Regions from separate parts of the Mus musculus genome. Here all the other regions are linked to region 3. The links are chromatin contacts, called in public HiChIP or PLAC-seq and promoter capture Hi-C maps. All regions are on one chromosome and are shown on one strand. The core of a region is the stretch at or near the end of the contact, and the rest is flanking DNA. Distances in the headings are between cores, read along the strand shown. Region 1 has its middle 63 kb from the start of Gm40241. Region 2 has its middle 18 kb from the start of Gm40241. Region 3 holds the start of Pou3f1 (POU domain, class 3, transcription factor 1). Region 4 has its middle 20 kb from the start of Gm40241. Region 5 holds the start of Grik3 (glutamate receptor, ionotropic, kainate 3).

Region 1 (2,700 bases), core at 75-2,574, 670 kb after region 3:
AGAAAAGATCTTAAGAGGAAACATGACCCATACTTTAAGAGATGGACATCATATGCGGGAAAGCATTGCGAATGAGATCAATATCAACAGGGTTCACTGTATTTTAAACAGCGGGATTCAAGTGGGCTTTTACTCATAACGCAATGAACAGCCCCTTGCATTATGCTGTGACATCAGGGAGAAAGAGAGACAGAGGAACAAGCGGTGGCCAGATGCTTATGTGGGGTCCAAAATGCAGCCAAACTAAAATGGACTTTTCCAGAAAACCAAACAAATTAGACGCAGGAACCATCCGTCTACTGAAAACCCCTGTGCTCCTGCTTTCCAATTTATAATGGGGCTGGAAGGTGTCTCTCTCCCCAGTTCCACATGAGCTACTTGACTCTAACCTTGAACTTAGAATGGAAAATCCGGAAGGAGCAGGGACAGGGTCTTTGGTCTGGATGGGGCTGTAACCCTCACTTGAAATTATCTACCTAGCTAACACCAGATTTTGACCATAAATCCACAAGGTAGTAAACAGATTGCCCTGGGAACATTGGATTTAGTATCCTCCCAGAATTCCCACTATCTGAAAATGTAAATATCACTTAAGGAGTGATTGTTACAAGTTATGTCACTGAAAGCCAGTCTCAGAGACACACTTATTTCTCCCGGGGTTGGTGATGGTGGCGGTTGGGGGAGGGGGTGCTTTCGGAGTTTAGTTTGTAGTCTGAGCTCAAGCTTGCCCCACGGTGCTCAGCACCATTTTGCAGGGCTTCTGGTTAAACATTCCATTTTGATTAGAATGGAAAGACTCGGCACATCTGAACACCCCCAACCCCCGAAGCTCCTGCCACCTCTCCTGGATCCATGCAGAGAACAAGAGGAAGTCTGGAGTCCTAGGAAGTAGCCTGCCATGTACGTGGATATTTCTAATTTACGGGTAGAAAACTCTCCAGTTAAAAAACAGGCTAGCTAGTAATCTATTTAAAACCGCGGCTGACATGATAAATGAAACAGAATAAATGTATACAGCGAGTGAGCCTCGGCGGGAACACGGGGAGTGTGGGGGGGACCGGAGCGCTTCTGCTGACAGCGACTTTCCATCAGTGGCCTGTCTCTCTTGGAGGCAGCTGTCAATCACAGGCCAGCCCGCGCTCCCGGGGGAGTTCATTGTGCCCGCAGACAGTTGTGGAATAACTGCTCCTAGGCGTCGGAGCAGCAGATGGAGTGTATCTGTCAATCATTGTCACTAATTATTAACTTCTGTCACTCAGAGCAAGGCAACATCTCGGCGCCTGATCCGCTGTGATTTGATCTGCCACGCCACCTCGGAGACAGACGGAGCAACCCTTCATTCCGGTCACACTCGCAGCACTTTGCTGGGTCAGCCGCTGTGACTCAGTGCTGCGCCCCAGACCGGGCTGGCGCACGTGGCTGTGCACACGCGCCCTGCCTTCCAGGAGGCGCAGCCACCGCGAGAGGCCTCCCGGGGCCCAGGCCAGGGGCGCCGGTGCCTACTCATTAATTATTAAAGGAGGGCGGTTTTATCTTGTCCGCTGGCAGAATCGAGGCCAGAGTAGAAGAAAAAGACCAATTTGGAGGGTTTTCTTCTCTTTGCTCCACCCGGGGACCAGTGATTATCACTCAAGTTCACATTGATTATATTCCTATGATCTCTTCTCAACCTTGTGATTTGGGAGCTAGAGATGTCAGCCTGAATAATTAATTAAGGCATCTCTGTAGCTGGCTTTGCAAACAGGAGCTGTAACCTGAGTGGGTATTTGCTATGGGTTAGAGTGGGGGAGGGGGACACTCAGAGAGCGTTTTCAGGACAAAATTTGGAGAGGGGGCTCAGGGGTCTTTAAAGCCCAGCTTCTCCCCTCTTTCCTCTCCCACCCCACAAGAGGACACGGCTCTGATCCCTTAAAGAAGATCTCTCACCTGTGAAAATAAGAGCATCGCCTTCCAGGCTGAGCAGACCAGGGCCTCATGGATGCTGCACCAATTGCCCTCTGCAAGTGGGGATGGGAAGATGGGTGAATTAGCCCGGTTAGTCACCTACTCAGCTTCTGAGCTCCTGGGCACCCTAGTATATACCACTTTCCCTCTCTGGCCCAGTATCTCTGCTTATGCCCAAAACTAGAATTACAGAAACTCCCTCAAGTACTAGGGGTAGAGTCCTTACACAGAACGATCAAAGCTTCAACTCTCCCCAACATCATATACACTAGGTGTGGTGGTGCACACCTGCAATCCCAGCAGTAGGAGGCAGAGTCAAGAGGGTGTGCTGTTCAAGGTCAACCCTCAATACATAGTGAGTTCAAGGCCAACCTGAGATATGAGACCTTGTCTCAAAAAAAAAAAAAAAAAAAAAAAATCCAGAACTTCCTTCAATGGAGGCTCCTTGCCTGGATCGTGCAGTTCCCATTTCCATTTCCTTTGCAGACCTTCTCTTCATGGAAGGAACTAGAAGGATGTCCAGGCAGAGCTTGATTCACTACTAAGCCAAACTCCAAAGCCAGAAATCAGAGTCTGACTGCTTTAGAAAGCACAGCCTGCTGCTTGTGACACCTGACAGGGATGCTCAAGGCCACCCAAGACCGGGTCCCCACCAGACTGACTGCTCCAGTTGGAACACATAACCGCAAATGTGGTAGTAGAAGCATCCGGTGTGGTCACAGGTGTGTGCAAGGCCGGGCAGGCTTAGTTCAGTCA
Region 2 (2,700 bases), core at 24-2,523, 620 kb after region 3:
AAGTGGATAAGATACAAGATGCGGGGCGATCCTTCTTCAAATAGAACTGATTCACCCCCTTCATGAAACCTAGTCGGTGGCCTCTGGGGCCCATGGCATTTTCATGTTCGATGTTCTCATCGTCTCTCCCTCTGCCATCCAAAGCTTGTCCCCCTATCCCCACCTTTCCTACCCAACCTCCTTATCCCTGATCTAGAAATTCCTATTAAAACCCATGAGATCTCACAGTGACTCAGACTCTTGAAGGTGACCCAAAATGTCCAATCAGAGAAGGGAGAGGGTGAGTTCATCGAAGTTGCTCAGAGGTCTGCTTCCACTATCAGGTGTGGGAGGAACACCTGTCAGAGAGTGGCCCGCCCCCCAGCCCTCCTGATTGAAAGGGAAGCAGACAGGATGGGCCACCCAGCATCACATTCTCCAGCTCTTACTCATAGGCCCCAGGAAAACACAAGTTTCAGGGGTCTGCACTGGGACCAGACTTTCTTGTTGCTGTCTACACAAAGAAGGCCTGTACGCACGCACGCGCGCGCGTGCGCATACACACACACACACACACACACACACACACACACACACACATGCTGTTGGGGGTTGGGGGACATCCCAGTGCAGAGGTGGGTCACCTGGCCAGCAGCTTACATCGTTCCCTTTCCCCCCTCAAACCATTCCAGGGGGTCCGTCAAGACACCTCTTTTGTACTTTGCCCGAGAAGAAAGTAAATATTTTTCAATGAAATTCAGCAATCAATTAAACGCCGTCTCTCTTTAATACAAACGTTGAACCAACAGCGGCTGCACATTCCAACAAGAATATTTAAAGCAATTAAACTTTAGCTACTTTTAAAACAAATTCTTTTAAATGCTAATGGCCATTGTTTTCGCACTTCATAAGTAAAATTTTGTGTCGAGCAAGGTTAGATGATTGCAATGATTTAATTGTACTTCTCAGAGAAGAGAAAATGTTAAGAAAAAAAGCTAAGATGGACCTCTTACCACATCCCTACCACAAAATGTCCTGTAACAATAGCAGCGTGATTTGCTGAAATTAAAATGCTATTATGGTGAAATTAGGGCTTCAATATTTTTAGCAGCCTTAATAGGCCTTGCATTTTAAGGGACATCTGATAATAGATAATTACATTTCATCTTAAAGAAACTGAGTTGTTTTCTTAAGGAAAATACTTTTCTTTCTTCCAGAGAGGTTAGAGCCGAGCCATCATTAGAAGCAGCTCTGAGCTCGAGGTTCCTGCTTCGGCTTGGGAAATAGAGATTAGCATATAAATAGCCTTCGGAGCCTGCTTGATTCCAGCTATTTTGCGTTTCAATGTGGCATCAGAATGCACTTAGCAAGAAATGTTCGAGAGGAGAAAGAGGTTTGTAATACGTCGCTTTTATAGAGGGGGGAACTTTAAGTATAAAAGATCACCCACTCTTCTGTGGGCCTTTTTTTTTCTGTATCCTTTCAATACCCCAATTACAGACTCCAAGGAGCCAACGGGCCCCCTAGAACGGATCCTTAGTTTACACTGCAGCTTTTCTCTGGACTGAGAAAATATGTCCAAATGGCCCACAGGAAATAAGACAAATATTCGGGTTTCCTTCTGGATGCGGTAAGGGTCCTGGGGGGCCGCAATGTGCCCTTTATCCTCACTCTCCTTCTACCCATCAGCAGTGGGGACGTGGACGGCTCCTCCAGGTCCCATTTGCTGGAGCAATGAGGGAGATTCCTGGCTGGCTGCCTGAAGGCTAGTTTCTCTCCTGGGAAATCTCAGGGACTGGGCATGGAGCCTGAGGGTCTCTCTGCTCTCCTCCATATTCCCGACTACTGCCAACACACACACACACACACACACACACACACACACACACACACACACACATGGTAGCTAGATGATTTGTACAGGGCACTGGACAGCTGTAGGAAGCGTGCTCAGCTGTTTGCACGGGGCTGGGGAGACAGTGGGTGAATGACATGATTTTTCCTAAATGCTTCAGTGGGAGAGGGATGTAAGCCAGGCACTGACAGCAGAATGACTTTCAAATGGAAATAGGAACCCTCACCAGGACAGAGAAGATAATTTCTCCTACCCTTAATCCATAACCAGGTTACTCACCAAGAGTCTCTTGTCAGTGTGGAGCCCTGGGTTCAAGTTCAGGCTCCTCTGTGAGCTTGATATGTGTATAGAAGTAGAAGCAATGGCAAGCCCTTCCCTACCCCGTCATGAAGAAGATGGATACTTTTCTATAATAAAGGTGACACTCAGGAGGCAAGTAGATCTCTCTGACCTCAAGTCCTGGTCTATATAGTGAGTTCCAGGCCAGTCAGGGCTACATAGTGAGATATTGTCTCCAACCTCCATCCACCAAACCAACCAACCAAACAAACAAACAAGAAAGCAAGCAAACAAACAAACAAAAAACAGAAAGAAGGAAGGAGGGAGGGAGGGAGGGAGGGAAGGAAGGTGTTCTGTTTTGCTTTCTACTGCCGTGATAAACACCAGGACCAAATGCAGCAGGGGGAGGATAGGGTTAATTTCATCTAACAACTCTCCATGGGGGGAGAAGGGGGGCAGGAACCTGAAACAGAAGCCGGGACTGGGGGCTGGGTGTGTTTGTGGGGGTGCTTCTTGGTTCCATTTCCACAGCTTGCCCAATCTGCTTTCTTATATAACTCAGGACCACCCATCCAAAAAGCACTACC
Region 3 (2,700 bases), core at 12-2,511:
GCCGGCCGCGGGGGTCATGCGCTTCTCCTTCTGCCGCCGGTTGCAGAACCAGACACGCACCACCTCCTTCTCCAGTTGCAGGCTGTCGGCCAGGCCGGTGATCTCGTGCGCAGACGGCTTGGGACACTTGAGAAAGTGGCTCTCGAGCGCGCCTTTGACACCCACCTCGATGGACGTGCGCTTCTTGCGCTTGCGGCCCTGCGCCGCGATCTTGTCCAGGTTGGTGGGGCTGCCGCTGGACGAGTCGGTCTCCTCCAGCCACTTGTTGAGCAGCGGCTTGAGCTTGCACATGTTCTTGAAGCTCAGCTGCAGGGCCTCGAAACGGCAGATGGTGGTCTGCGAGAACACGTTACCGTAGAGGGTGCCCAGCGCCAGTCCCACGTCGGCCTGGGTGAAGCCCAGCTTGATGCGTCGTTGCTTGAACTGCTTGGCGAACTGCTCCAGGTCGTCGGAGCTGGGAGCATCCTCGTCCGAGTGCTCGCCCACCGACGAGCCACCACCGCCCGCGCCCGGGTGCAGGTGCGCCGCCGCCGCGTGCAGGCCGCCCGCGTGTGCATGTCCGTGTGCGTGTCCGTGTGCGCCCAGGTGCGGTGGTGGCGACGGCTCCAGCTGTGCCTCGTGGCCGTCCTCGTGCAGTGCGTGGTGCAGGCCGGGTCCCGCGCCGCCGCCTCCCGCCGCCAGCATCCCGGCCAGGCCGCCGCCGCCGCCACCGGGGTAGGCCGCCTGAGCGTACAGCCCGAGCGGCTGGGGCTGGTGACCCCCGCCGGCCCCGGGCGACGGCGACATGGCGGGGCCCAAGTGGTGCGCTGTGCCGCCTTGTGCCCATGCCGCGCCCGCGTGGGCCGCCCCTTGGTGCACCAGGCGGGCGTGGAAACCGCCGCCACCGCCGCCGTCGTCAGCTCGGCCGGTACCGCCACCGCCTGCCTTGCCGTGTTCCAGGTGCGGGCCGCCCGCCCAGTCGCCGCCGCCGCCTCCTCCCGTGGGTAGCCATTGAGGGTGCGCTAGGCCCACGGGGTGGCCCGCGCCCGCGCCCAGCCACTCGTGGTGCATCAGCTTCTGCACTTCGCGGTACGCGGCCCCCGCGTGCAGCCGCTCGGCCGCCGCTGCCGCCGCCGCGGCGGCATCGGGATGCATGAGCGGCCCTGTGCCCCCAGCTCCGCCGCCGGGGCCCCGCGGCAGATACTGCGCGGTGGTGGCCATGCCGCCCCGCGCCCTGCGCCGCCCCGCCGCCGCCGCCGCCTCGCTCCGTCTGCGGGCCCCGCCGCCGCGCTCCGCCGGCTTAAAGCCCGGACCCGCTGGGCGCTCCGGAGCCCCACCCCGCCCGCCGCCCATTGGCTGCCCGCGGAGCCGCCTCCCGCCTCCCGGCCCCGGCCTCCTCCCCCCGTGCCCGCCCGCCGCCGGGGCCTGCAACCCGGAGCTCGCTATTGGGTCTCGCTCCCGGGGTCCCGCGCGCCGGCAGTGCTGATTGGCCGCTGGGGCTTCATTCATGACCCCCACCACCACCGCCCGCGTACACATTCACGCCCCGGGGGCGCGGCCGCCACGTGGGGAGTGGCGCGGGGGTGGCACTGGGACCGCACCCCCTCCGGTCCCGGCTGCGTGGGCCCCGCTCTCACCGCAGCGCGGGAGACTCGGAGCCCGGTCGGTCCCCACGTTCCACACAAGCTCAATTTCCGCCTGCATCCCACTGGGGCGGGCGGGGGATTGCGGGCTCCGGGAGGCGCTCGGGTTCCGAGCAGAGACTCAGCCCCGCACTCTTCCCTGCGCTGCGCCTCTGCCTGCGGGCCAGGATCCCGCGAGTCTGGGCTGCAGCGAGAGCGAAGCTGCGTGGCTTCCCGGCTCGGTACCGCGCGGCTGCTAACCTCCGGGGCCTCGCCTCCTGCGGCTGCCAGGTCGCATCGCGTTCTCCCAAGGTCTTGGTTTTCCCTCTACTCCCTCTAGACTCAGCGCCACAACTAGCTGGACCTCTGCAGTCCTGAAAGTGCAGCAGGCACGGACAGATTCGGATCGGCTTGGGCTTCACGCCTCTCGCCGGCTCGCCTTCCTTTCCCTGGGCACCGAGGCCAGGTGAGTACCGCGTGGGCAGTGCTGAGCCAGGACAGTGAGCCGCTGAGCCTGTACGCGGAGATGCAAGCTCCAGGAACCAGTTGGGCTCCAGGGTTCTGGAATGAGAGAACCTCGGGGTGGAGACTGGTTCCAGAGAAAGCGCCACCAGTGGGTGGGGAATGGACACTGGGCCCTGTCCTGCGCTGCTGTAGCCTTTTCGTGTTGTTTTCCTCCCAGCTGGAACCGGTGGTCTGTCGGCAGCGCTGGTTGTGCTGGGGTTATGCCGCCCGGAAACTTGCAGAATAGGATTTGTGGACTGACTTAGGGAAGGACAGTTGGGCACCTCGGAAATCCAATGTGCAGGCTGGCAGCTGGCAGCTGGCAGCTGTCTAGCCTCCCGTGGAGTCAACTCGGACTTGTCTGATAGGGAATTGAGTTCGAGGTGTCCTTGTTGGAGAAGTGGACAGTGGGATGCGGCCAACTTCTTCATCCCTGTCCTTGTTTTGTGTCTCTCCTAAGGATCCTGAGTGGAGGGGGCCTCAGTTGGAGCTGGTGTGTGCTTCCTCAGTCTGCATGCCTCCGTACTTCTGCCTATTCCTCTGCTGGGCTTCTGTACACTGCTAGACCTTCTTCTGCTTCAAAGTGATTCAAAGA
Region 4 (2,700 bases), core at 7-2,506, 580 kb after region 3:
GTGTTAATCCCAGCACTCGGGAGGCAGAGGTTGGCAGCTTTCTGAGTTTGAGGCCAGCCTGGTCTACAAAGTGAGTTCCAGGACAACCAGGGCTACACAGAGAAACCCTGTCTCGAAAAGACAAAATAAATAAATAAATTAATTAATTAATTAATTAAATTTTAAAAAAGAAAGAAAGGAAGGAAGAAAGAAAGAGATTGACCTCTGACCTCACAACACACATCAACACAAACAATGAAAAATAAACTGAAATAAATAAAAGACAGCTAGAGTTGCAGATGGAAGAAAGACATACAGAATGACGTCTCCCTACTGATGCATGGAGAGATTTCTGACCCTAAATTCTGCAGCAAGTGAAGGCTGGAGAAGCATGGGATGACCAACCACGCCAGCTGGGCCGGAGAGAATAAGGCTAAACATTCTCTCCGCAACACGAGGGACCAGCCACCCAGATACCAGCACAGCATAACATAGCAGCAGCCACATTAGGACGCTTAGCATACGGAGCCCTGTTGGTGTGGAGGCCTAAGCTTTTAGATACCAGGAGTAGAGCCTTGCCATGAGATCAATCATAGAGTCGAAGAGAGGGAATTTCATCAAGAGAGTAGATGACGGCTAAGTTGGGGTGGGGTGCTGTCTTAGTTACTTTCCATGTTGGTATGATAAAATATTCTGACAGAAGCAACTAAGGGAGAAATGGCTTATCCTATCACACATTCCACTGTGGCAGGGAAGGCAAGGTACCGGGAGCAGCTGGTCACATGGCATCTGCAATCAGGAAGCAAAAGAATGAATGCATACATGCTAGTGCTCAGTACCACCTCTCCATTTATACAGCCCAGGATTCTCTGCCTAGGGAATGGTTCTGCCCACTGTTCTGATGGGTCTTCTTTTCACAGTGATTAACGTAATCAAGAGAACCATGAGCAGGCCTAGAGGCCCATTTCCCATGTGATGCTAAATTCTTTCAAGTTCACAATTAACACTAGCCATACAATTTTAGAATCCTTATCCTGGGATTAGCTTGTTCCCCAAACCCTGCTAAGCAAAGGAGAAGCCCAAGCAGGACCCAGCATACCGGGGTCTCAGGCCCAGCTCTGCTTCCAAATCTCTATGCAGTGTGAGACAACTCCCAGCCCTGCCTTCTTTCTCTCAAACACCAATGTCAAGGTCAAGGCAGTCTCTACCTCTGAGAAACACCAGTTAAAATGGTTTCCCTTCCTTTTCTTCATCTGGGGGAATGTCTCTGACCCAGGGATCTGCAGGAGGAGTTTCTCCCTTTGCATCCTTTTAGCATATCAATCCCCACATTTCTCTGCTTGAACTTCAGAGCTAAGGGAAGCTGAGCCTTTGCCTATTTAATGCATGGTTTTGCATATTTTCCTGGACTCTTTCAGTTACCCTTTGCCCTTAAGTTGCCCACCACAGATATACTCTGTTCCTGGGCTTAGGGGAGACCCATTCTCTCCATGGCTAATTGGACAGTGGTTCTTCCAGCACGCTCTCTACTCCTTCCTATCAAAGGAGTAGAGAGTTAAGAGTCTAGGGTCAGAGTGGGTTGCAGAAAAGGGGTGGAGAAGGAGGGACTAGATGACTGGACACCAGACAGGGGTTATAGCTTTGCAGTTAGAAGAAAACTATGGTTTGGCTCCCAAGGTTGATGAAATGGAACCAAAGCAGCTGATGCTCTGTGATGAAGCCATGCTCTGCCTGGGTGTCAGCCAAGAAAAGGGGTCCCACACAAGGTGGGGGACTGCACTCTGTAACACTGGGAGCCCTAAGGCTCTTCTAGGAAGGAGAAGAGAGGGAAGCAGGAAAGGGTGTAGAGCAGTCTCTTCAGTCAGTTTCAAGTGTGGTACAAATGTGACAGGGTGCCCTTGTTCCCTTGTGACAGTCTGTCTCTTACTCCACAATCAAAGAGCAGAGAGGGAGGGAGGGAGAGGGAGGGAGAGGAAGGAAGGAAGGAAGGGACAAGAGGGGAAGAGAAGGAGAGGAGGGGAGTGGGGAAAGAGGGCAGGAGAGACAACTTTCTGGAGCTTCCTGCAGCCTCGAACCTCTTGCAAGGGCAGCAAATCTGGCTGGAGTCTGTGGTAGAGCAAAAGAACAACGTGAGCCATAAAGCAAATACCAAGTGCACAGGCCAGGTCCTCTAGCTGCCTTCAGGGTAAGCCCCGGGGATGTAAGGGTCTCCCACCAGGCCCCAGCACTTAAAGACTTTATTCACTCCTGATAAGGCCACTGTGGCAACCAAGTCATCAATGCATTTTGTTTTGGGTGGGGGTGTCATGGTTTGAATATGCTTGGCCCAGGGAGTGGTACTATTTGGAGATGTGTCACTGTGGGCGTGGGCTTTAAGATCCTTGTCCTAGCTGCCTCCAAGTCAGTCTTTTACTAGCCACCTTCAGATGAAGATGTAAAACTCTCAGCGTTGTCTGCCCTGTGCCTACCTAGATGCTGCCATGCTCCCACCTTGATGATAATGGACTGAACCTCTGAACCTGTAAGCCAGCTTCAGATATATGTTGTCCTTTATAAGACTTGCCTTGGCCGTGGTGTCTGTTCCCAGCAGTAAAACCCTAAGTCGGGGAGTATTTGTCCAACCATAGCAACCAGAAGAAGCCTTCAGAGGCACCCCAATCAGCTATTGATGAGTAACACACAGCCTCCATCAGGGACCACTGGAGGTGTTCATTTAGGTTC
Region 5 (2,700 bases), core at 7-2,506, 830 kb before region 3:
AGAGAGTCCTGGAGGAGGAGGAGGAAGGTTGCCTTGTCTCGGTAGAGCTCGGTAGGCTGCGCACCAGATGTTGGTGTCTCGCGAGCCCGAGCTGCCCAGGTCTCCGGCCTGGTGCGGGCCGCCCACGGTAACGATGGCTCCTGGGTAGCCCAGCTTAGCTCAGCCCCGAGAAGTGAGTGGGCTAAAGACTCGCGTGGGCTCCCGCCCAGCCCTGAGCGCTGCCACGCAGGGTGCCTCCGGCGGCCACAACAAAGTTAAAGCCCAGAGTAAGAAATCTGCAGCGGTGAGAGAAGCCGAGAAGCCAGAGCCCCAAAAAGCCGCGCGCAGACTGCCAGCCGCCGCCAGCTGCGGAGGGATTTCGGCTAACTTTAAAAGCCACTCGCAACCCTCGTCCCCGGCTGCGCAGGGTTGCCTCCTGCGCTTCCTTTTCCCAGTCTCGGTTACTCCTCATCGAAAGAGGCCTGGGCCTGGGGGACCTGCTCTAGCGACAAGCAGGGGACTGACCCTCTCCTGCCCCGAGCCTCGGCCAACTAGGGGCAAGGAAATCCGCCATCCTAATCCGGCGAATCCATCCCCTGTACCCCTTGCTCCAGCGAGGTGCCCGTGGGGGGGAGAGAAGTTGGCGCCTTCCCCAGGGCTCCCACTCTGCGCAGAAGCCAGTCCCAGAACTAGGTCTGCGGCCATCCTTGCCAGCAGTCGCGGCGAAATTCCCCCGAGGCGCTGGCTTAGGGCTAGAACCTTCGCCACACTCCACCGCGTCGCCTACCCCGGAGCGTATCCAGGTTCCCTAGCCACCGCGGCCCGGTTGCCTCTTCCCCGTAAGGCCCCGCGACCCGGGCTTTGGAACTTTGTCCTCCCCCTCTAAGAGCTCCCAGCAGACACCCGAACCCTGCAGCCTAGAGGGAGGTTGGGACAATCTTTCGGATCACGTTCAGAGCACCACTATCCCCCAATTCCCGTCCCCACCCGAGCGCGCAGAGACCCCCGGCTCTAGGGGAGCCCTTACCGATCCGGATGACGTGGGGCATCCCGCGCGAGTCTGGGATCCAGAAGGCGCACACTAGGAACCCGGCCCAGTATTCCCAAACCAGACTCCGGAGGCGCCGCCAGGGAGCGGTCATCGTTGGGCGCCACGGAGCGTGCCCGGGGCGCGGCCGTGGCGGGCTCCCTGGGGCGGCAGCTCTAGGCGCGGGCGCGCAGCAGCCCCCGAGGCGCCGCCTGGCCCAGCCGCCCGGCTCCGGAGCGCCTCTGCGAGTGGGGGGCGCCCCGCGGCGCTGCGCACATCTTACTGGGGGGCCGCCCCGCCGGCGCCCGCCCCGCCTCGGCTGCCGCCCACGGGCCGCCCGCGAGCGAAGGCTCCTGGGCTCCGCCCGGGCTCCGCTCGGACTCGGCTGCGGCGTCTCCGGCTCGCGTCGGCTCGGCTCCCGCGCGGGCTTCCCACCTGCCCCGGCTGCCGGGCGGGCTTGCACGCGTCTCCGGCCGCTCCTCCTCCAGCCGCCGCTGATGCTATCGCCCGGGCTCGCACAAAGCCCCGGAGTGGAGTTGCACGCGCGCACACACTCCCTCCCAGCCCCCTCCCCCGCGCCCTGCCTCCCGCCTCCCGCGCCGCCCGCCGCCCGCGCTCCCTCCGCGTACTCCCCCGCGCACACACGCTTCCCACTCACACTCGCCCGGGTGCACACTTGCGCGCTCACACCTGCGCAGGGGGCGGGGAAAGGGACCCTGGACAGGATTTGGGAGGGGGGACACCCGGAGGATGGAGACTATCCTCCGCAGCTGAGGCGTCCCCATCTGCCCTGCCGCCCCCAGGGCAAGGCACTGAGCCGGGGAGCCAAGCGTAAAGCGGCGGAGCTGGCACCAGGAGCTGGGAGACGGCGGCAACCCAGCGGCCCGACCAGCTGGAAGAGACGCGCCCGCCGAGAGCCGCGAGACCCGGAGCCTGCCGTCTGCGGAGCCTCGCCTTTCAGCTCCCACGCGGCCGACGCTGGCTGGACGGCGGCGGCAGGAGACTGACCTGGAGCTGTTTTTCACTCTTGATCTCTAGCCCTTGGGAAAGCAGGGCTGGCCCAGGGCTTGGAGGTTTAGGGAGTGGGGTTGGGAGTAGAAATCAGAGAACCGTAGGAGCTGAACTAGGGAATGCGGAGCTTCAGAAACTAACCGTGAGGGAGACACCAGGCCAGACCCTCTGCGTGGAAGGTAGGACTTGACCACGCACCATCAGTAGGAGGACTACTGAGAAAATTCGCAAAAGCCTTCGTTTTCGAGGGCCGCTGGAGTTGGAGCCCGCTGGGTTCTCAGTCCTCTTCCGCAACTATGCGGGAGGAACTGGAGCCCCCTCCCGGATTCCTCCTGAGAAACAATACAGAGAAACTGTATTGTTCATGGGACAGAGTAGGATACACAGGGGGGGAAGCCGAAAGGGTTAAAAAGAAATGTTGTTTATTACCAATAATAAATTTTTTTTCAAGTGGCGCTGGGTGCTGAGGGAAGAGAAGGGCTGTGAAGCGAGGCAGGAGCAGGAGGCTGCGAATTACGCAGCTAGGCGAGTTTAATGACCTTTTTGACAGAGACAAAGCGGTACCGATACAGTAGATAAATAAACGGATCTGTCACCGGGCAGCGGCTAGGCTGTGTGCGAATTTATTTTTCTCATTTAAATAATTTGATCTATTCAATCATTTCCAATCTCTCCCATTTGCC

Evidence for each region. Promoter capture Hi-C pulls out the DNA fragments that hold promoters and counts their contacts. HiChIP or PLAC-seq counts read pairs in DNA pulled down with a chosen protein or histone mark.
Region 1: an H3K4me3 HiChIP or PLAC-seq map of embryonic basal ganglia shows a contact between it and region 3, with 8 times the contacts expected there. The contact joins the enhancer-like site here to the promoter of Pou3f1 in region 3. A contact is called at or near these places in 7 of 39 promoter capture datasets (the C10 cell line, cranial neural crest, embryonic stem cells and 4 more), 1 of 484 Hi-C or Micro-C datasets (embryonic stem cells), 14 of 115 datasets of contacts at active chromatin or transcription factors (bone marrow-derived macrophages, craniofacial prominence, embryonic basal ganglia and 8 more) and 2 of 9 other capture datasets (embryonic tail and liver).
Region 2: a contact with region 3 is called in an H3K4me3 HiChIP or PLAC-seq map of embryonic forebrain, with 6 times the contacts expected there. The contact joins the enhancer-like site here to the promoter of Pou3f1 in region 3. A contact is called at or near these places in 3 of 39 promoter capture datasets (3T3-L1-derived adipocytes, the C10 cell line and cranial neural crest), 8 of 115 datasets of contacts at active chromatin or transcription factors (embryonic basal ganglia, embryonic forebrain, embryonic hindbrain and 5 more) and 1 of 9 other capture datasets (embryonic stem cells).
Region 4: an H3K4me3 HiChIP or PLAC-seq map of embryonic stem cells shows a contact between it and region 3, with 7 read pairs. The contact joins the enhancer-like site here to the promoter of Pou3f1 in region 3. A contact is called at or near these places in 4 of 39 promoter capture datasets (cranial neural crest, liver and stem cell-derived epiblast-like cells), 9 of 115 datasets of contacts at active chromatin or transcription factors (craniofacial prominence, embryonic basal ganglia, embryonic forebrain and 6 more) and 1 of 9 other capture datasets (embryonic stem cells).
Region 5: a contact with region 3 is called in a promoter capture Hi-C map of embryonic stem cells, with 4 times the contacts expected there. The contact joins the promoter of Grik3 here to the promoter of Pou3f1 in region 3. A contact is called at or near these places in 1 of 39 promoter capture datasets (embryonic stem cells), 2 of 484 Hi-C or Micro-C datasets (both in embryonic stem cells) and 1 of 115 datasets of contacts at active chromatin or transcription factors (bone marrow-derived macrophages).

The regions. Positions count from the first base shown.
Region 1 is chr4:123,989,520-123,992,219 of GRCm38.p6, reverse strand. No RefSeq gene overlaps it. Among named protein-coding and RNA genes, the nearest start is that of Gm40241, 63 kb to the left of the region's middle. Within about 2 kb of position 1,324, at least 49 of the 459 cell types and tissues checked have an H3K27ac peak or open chromatin away from gene starts, as enhancers often do. A contact at or near this core is called in craniofacial prominence, embryonic basal ganglia and liver, where this site is marked.
Region 2 is chr4:124,034,499-124,037,198 of GRCm38.p6, reverse strand. No RefSeq gene overlaps it. Among named protein-coding and RNA genes, the nearest start is that of Gm40241, 18 kb to the left of the region's middle. Within about 2 kb of position 1,273, at least 39 of the 459 cell types and tissues checked have an H3K27ac peak or open chromatin away from gene starts, as enhancers often do. A contact at or near this core is called in embryonic basal ganglia, embryonic forebrain and forebrain, where this site is marked.
Region 3 is chr4:124,656,207-124,658,906 of GRCm38.p6, reverse strand. It overlaps Pou3f1 (POU domain, class 3, transcription factor 1), which reads right to left and starts at 1,261. Exons shown (of 1, transcript NM_011141.2): 1 at 1-1,261. The coding sequence starts at 1,200. It overlaps Gm2164 (predicted gene 2164), which reads left to right and starts at 1,420. Exons shown (of 11, transcript NR_168006.1): 1 at 1,420-2,067.
Region 4 is chr4:124,072,362-124,075,061 of GRCm38.p6, reverse strand. No RefSeq gene overlaps it. Among named protein-coding and RNA genes, the nearest start is that of Gm40241, 20 kb to the right of the region's middle. Within about 2 kb of position 1,256, at least 4 of the 459 cell types and tissues checked have an H3K27ac peak or open chromatin away from gene starts, as enhancers often do. A contact at or near this core is called in embryonic stem cells, where this site is marked.
Region 5 is chr4:125,489,252-125,491,951 of GRCm38.p6, reverse strand. Grik3 (glutamate receptor, ionotropic, kainate 3) reads right to left here and starts at 1,256. Exons shown (of 16, transcript NM_001081097.3): 1 at 1,007-1,256. The coding sequence starts at 1,121.